2 separate regions of the Lactuca sativa genome follow, and region 2 is linked to region 1. The links are chromatin contacts, called in public Hi-C maps. All regions are on one chromosome and are shown on one strand. Each heading gives the region's core, a stretch centred on a gene start, on an enhancer-like site or on the middle of the called end of the contact. The rest is flanking DNA. Distances are from core to core; before and after follow the strand shown.

Region 1 (2,700 bases), core at 200-2,699:
TTTCTCAGATTCCTTTCCAACTTTATCCCATTTATTCCCTCATTTTGGGGAAATGAATAGTATAACATCATATTTGGTGTTATATTATTTATTTTCCCCAAAATATGGATGAATTTTGAGTTGTCGATTTTAGTCATTCTTTTTATATATTTATATATTTCTGGTTTTTTTTATCTACTAATTATAATTAAAATGTAATATTTAATACTTATAATATTGTGGTACACATTAAATTATATTAATTAATTATAAATATAAAGTTTGTTTTTTGTTTATCAAATTCATATTAAAATTTAAATACATATTATATTGAAATTTTAAAACACAATAACGTGTTTTACAAAAAAAAAAAACTTATAATTAAGTGTTATAAATATAATCTTATTTTTTAATATTATTGTAATGAAAAAAATATAGATTATATATTTGTTAAAACCAAATTAACAGAAGAGGGTGTATTTAACAATTTATATAAGTTGGAAGAATGAAATATACTTTTTAAGGGTAAAAATAAAGTAAAAATGGAATAGGATTAGAAATGAAACACTATTTATCTTATTTTTTATTTTATTTAAAAAAAAATAAGTTGAAAATTGTCTAACCAATCTAGTTTTTTTAACTCATACAACATTTTCATTAACTCATTTGAAAATGTATAAGTAAGGATATTTTTTTTCAACCTTAAATATTATAGGTACATAGACTAATCACAGCCCAATAAATATGATATGTTATTTTAATTTTATTAGTTATTGGTTTATTTCTTTTTTTTTTTTTGGTTATTTTAGACAAAAAAACAAAATAAAATAGTAAATTAGGTTAAATTTGTTTTTTTTTTCTTTTTTTAAACAATCCATTTAATTTATTTTAAAATATCTTGTTTGTTTTCATATATTCTTCTTATTTTATTTAAATTTAAATATTATAAGTAAGATAATTGTTTATTGTTCAATAGTCTTTAACTCTTTATATTAATTAAAGAAAGCCTAGAACTTATAAAAAGTAAGAAAGAGGGCAAAATAAAATTGAGTAATTTAAAAGTATGAATTTGAGGTTCATTGTTTTGGGGTAGAAACCAAGATGGCCTTTAAAATAATTTATATTCTTTAATACGAATAATATGCTATTTTCTAAATTTCAATTGTTTTCATTCACCTTTCTTTGTTTGTATATGAATAACTATATTTTATATACTTTTATGATATATTAAATTATGTTTATAAAAAATCAAATATAATTAAATAATTTGTTTTTTTTAAAGAGGTATGGTTGTCTTCATGCCTTGGCAACCTAATTTCACTTTTCTTTTCACCGGACTTCAACCCATTTATTAACCAAAATACATAATATTTTCCACTTTAATAGTTGATAATTAAAGCCCAACATTAAATAATTTCTTTTTTCCTCTTTTAATATATTTTTTTATTTTTAATTTATAATTCAGACAATCTTGAGAAAACTAAGCAACCCAAAATAGCTTTAACATCTAAAAACACCCACAATTTTCGATACATCTCAGAAAAGAAATTCAATCTTTATCTTCTCATACTCATACTCTACCCCCATTATTCCTCAAAAATCAAAAAATTGTTTTTCTTTTCTTTTTATTCAAATTAAAATTATTGATCATCTTCCTCATGCATACTACTGGCTCATCTATTTAATTTTCTACAATTTTTCATATGAAAAGCCTCTGTATTTCTGTTCGTTGATCTCACTTCAACGAAAAGAGCTTCCCAGAATTTTGTTTCTTCAAAAAAGATTTTCAATTTCGAATCTTTTTGTTTAAAAGTTTCTGGGTTTTGGGTTTTCAGTTCTACTATTAAAAACTGGAAAATCTCATTAAATATTTTTAGGTTTTTTTTTTTAAATAAAAGATTATAGAAAATCAATGTGTTCTTCCTGAATCCTCTGTGTTTCTTGATTTTTAGTCTTTTTTTTTTTGTTATAAAAATATTGTTTGATGATTGAGGGAAGCGAAATGAATAACAGCGGTGTTACAGTGGTTGGATCAGATGCACCCTCCGATTACCATATTTCTCCGAGAACTGAGACACCCACCAAGCTCCCTACCACCACACCGAAGCCTCAATCAATCACAGCCCAAATGGCCGCTATGGCCGCCACTTCTCCGTCGTATCCGGCGGCTCCACCGCCGGCAGGCGTAACACCATTAACAGAAAAGAAAAAAAGAGGCAGACCCAGGAAGTATGCTGAAGATGGATCTGTCAGAAAGGCGTTATCTCCAAAACCCATCTCCTCCGCCGCGCCTCCGCCGCCGCCAGTGATCGATTTCTCCACCGTAAAAAGAGGCAAAATCCGGCCCGACTCCGCTGCAAAACACGAACAACGACGACCCAAAGAAATGGAACAACCTTTAGGTAAACATCTGGAAATAAAGGTTTTGTTTTTCTTGTTAAAGTTCGAGTCTTTTATGTTTTTATGTTAATGTGAAGTGGGTATTATTTGATCTGATGAAATAATTTCAAGATTTTCAAGGGTTTTGATTAGAAAGTGGGACCTAAATGAATAGAACCCCTCCAACATAGATCTTGATGTTAATAGAATAGTTCTAGAAGCCCTCTGCTTTTTGTGGGGAAGTTGGTGAGTGAATCTTCAACAGACGATTCTAATTTTTGTTGCTTACCTTTTGGGATATATATACATACATACATAACATACGTATACATGACAAGAAAA
Region 2 (2,700 bases), core at 69-2,568, 270 kb before region 1:
ATAATCTAATAAAATTAAAGTTGAAATAAAGCTACAAATATGTCACAATTGAAATGTTTTAAGAAATTTTCATAATTTGAAAAATACTAAAAATAAAGAGTAGGTTGCAAATATTAAAACACCAAAATTAGAATAATTGAAGATCACGTTTTCTTTATATTTTGTTAATGTCATAGATCCTTGTCAATTGTATTATTGCAAAATCATATTCTGCACTTATATGGCAATTAAACATATCTTACGTATTTAATAACTTGTGATATGATTTTTACTTAACTTGATCATGCTAAAATTAGAAACAAATTGACTTAATGATCTTATAAAATCAACTAAACGCATTAAAAACATAATATTCCATATTAAAACTTTATTCTGTTAATTAATTAAATTTCATTGGCCAGCGCATATCTTCCAAATCTTCCAAAGATAAATACAAGAAACCCTAGTTGATTCATATAACAATAAAAATTTTACGAATTAAAAAAAATATATAAAAACAAAAACAAAAACCGGCGTTAATTTTAGACAACGGAAAATCCAATTTATAGACGGTTGTTGTCAAAGTGTGGCCGTCGGGTCGTTAGTTATTTTTTATAACATTTTTAATTAAATTCAAATTTAAATTAATATTTTCCACGTGGCAGTCCCCTGCCGTTGCTTCATTTTAAATGCTACCCATGGTTTGAAGTTGAAGGCAAGCAAAGGAGCACGTGCGGGCCCCAATCACGGTCCTACATGGCATCCATTTCCTTGACACGTGTCAAGTTGACTTATATTGAAAGAAATTGAAAATCAAGCCAAATTTCGGGCAGTTGTCCCCGGGCACCCGAATAAACAGTTTTCTAAATTGAACGTTATTTAGATTTTAGATTTTATAAAATACTTTCTATTTTTAAATAAATATAATCTCCAACTTTAATAGCCATACACTCTAACTCTATATTTATAATATATTTTAATACAAAAAATATTACTTATAATAAATAAAAAGTAAATTCCTTATTTTATCAATTAATATAATTTAGTTTTTTTTTTGTTTTTAATATTTAATAGGCCATACTACAATAATTCCATTATATTTTTGTCATTTTTGTGTATTTTGTTTGTTTAATAAACAAGCTTATTTATTGAAAAGCTAATTATTTAATCATGGTAAAAAAATCTTTCCAATATGACTAAAGTTTCTATATTCATATTTATAAAGTCATTTAAAGAACGATTTTACAAAATCCACTTGGTGTCCTTTTCGTATATATATTTATTTACTTTTTCATATTATTTAAGAAACTTGTTGCCTTCAATATAAATAAGACTTAAACCCACAGGGAGACAATTAACCGAAAAGCGTGTTGCAGTGCTTCTTTTTGTAATTCTAGAGAGACAAAGAGAGAGGTGATCTTTCATGGCGATTTAGTCGATAAAGCTAACAATTTCTTCAAATTTGGGCTCTCTATTAGCTGTACTCTTTTGTTTTGTTTCCTTTCTCTCTTCAACCCATTCCCTCCATAAAAAACCACTTCAAAGCAAAGTCTTCTGATCCATAAGTTACTGACAATTTCGTCGCCTGAAGAAGAAGAGAAGATGATGCAAATGGACCGGAGACCGTTTTTGGAAGAGTATGAAAAGCTTGTTGTTCGTATGAACACTCCTCGGTAAGTTAATTTGTTCTTCGTTTTCGCATCATTGTTTTCTGTATTTGTGATTTCTGAGTAAGTTTTTTGAACATGTCGGTTTGAACTTTGAAGTTGATTCGGTTTAGATCGAAGCGAAAAATTCTTACCTGCAAGAATTAAGTCTTGTGTTTAATAATATTTTAAGACCTAATGATCGGAATTTCTTTGACTTTTCAAAGATATTGAGAACAAATTCATCCAGAAGTTGCATTCAAAATCCACTTGTGACTTTTCAATACTAATTTTCCTTATTTTGCCCTAATTTTCAAGTTCAAGTTCAAAATTTGAATTTCCTTTCAGTCTGCGCGTTTGCTGATTTGTCTGTTTCATATCTCTTTGCCAGGGTCATGATTGACAATGCCGGTTGTGTGGACGCAACACGCATCATGGTAAGTTTCAAAGTTTGTTGACCAACTTCTATATTTCTTCGATCAAACTTTGAATTTTTCATATTTTCAACGAATTTGTTTGACTCACGCCATTTTTTTCTTTGATTTCAGATTGACAGTGTCAGGAAAGACGGAATTCTTCTCGAAGCAGTTCAAGTCCTCACAGATCTAAACCTTTCCATCAAAAAAGGTTACGTCTCCTCCGATGGAAGATGGAACATGGATGGTAATCTACTATTCCACCTTTACCTTTTCCAATTAACAAAATCCTTTAATCATTTTGTCAGATTTTCCTGTTTGCATCTTTTCGTTACTAATTACACTTTCAATCTCATCATCATCATCTACAGTCTTCCATGTCACAAATTTGGATGGCAACAAATTAACAGACGAAAGCATCATCAATTGCATTCAACAATCTCTCGGAACCGTTAACAGAACAAAATCAAAGTCGATTGACGGAATGACAGCCCTAGAACTCACAGGCACAGACAGAGTCGGCCTTCTATCGGAAGTTTTTGCAGTTTTATCAGAGCTCAACTGCGACATCATCGAATCAAAAGTATGGACACACAACGGCAGAATTGCAGCGATAATCCATCTAAAAGATTGTAATTCCGGTTCCCCAATTGAAGAAC

What was found. Hi-C and Micro-C count contacts between places; a contact is called where the count stands out from the background.
Region 2: a Hi-C map of leaf shows a contact between it and region 1, with 6 times the contacts expected there. The contact joins the promoter of LOC111918749 here to the promoter of LOC111918752 in region 1. A contact is called at or near these places in 2 of 4 Hi-C or Micro-C datasets (leaf and seed).

The regions. Positions count from the first base shown.
Region 1 is chr6:14,562,710-14,565,409 of Lsat_Salinas_v11, reverse strand. LOC111918752 (AT-hook motif nuclear-localized protein 1) reads left to right here and starts at 1,449. Exons shown (of 5, transcript XM_023914372.3): 1 at 1,449-2,381. The coding sequence starts at 1,964.
Region 2 is chr6:14,828,461-14,831,160 of Lsat_Salinas_v11, reverse strand. It overlaps LOC111918749 (ACT domain-containing protein ACR8), which reads left to right and starts at 1,318. Exons shown (of 5, transcript XM_023914370.3): 1 at 1,318-1,652; 2 at 2,017-2,062; 3 at 2,174-2,288; 4 at 2,413-2,700. The coding sequence starts at 1,582.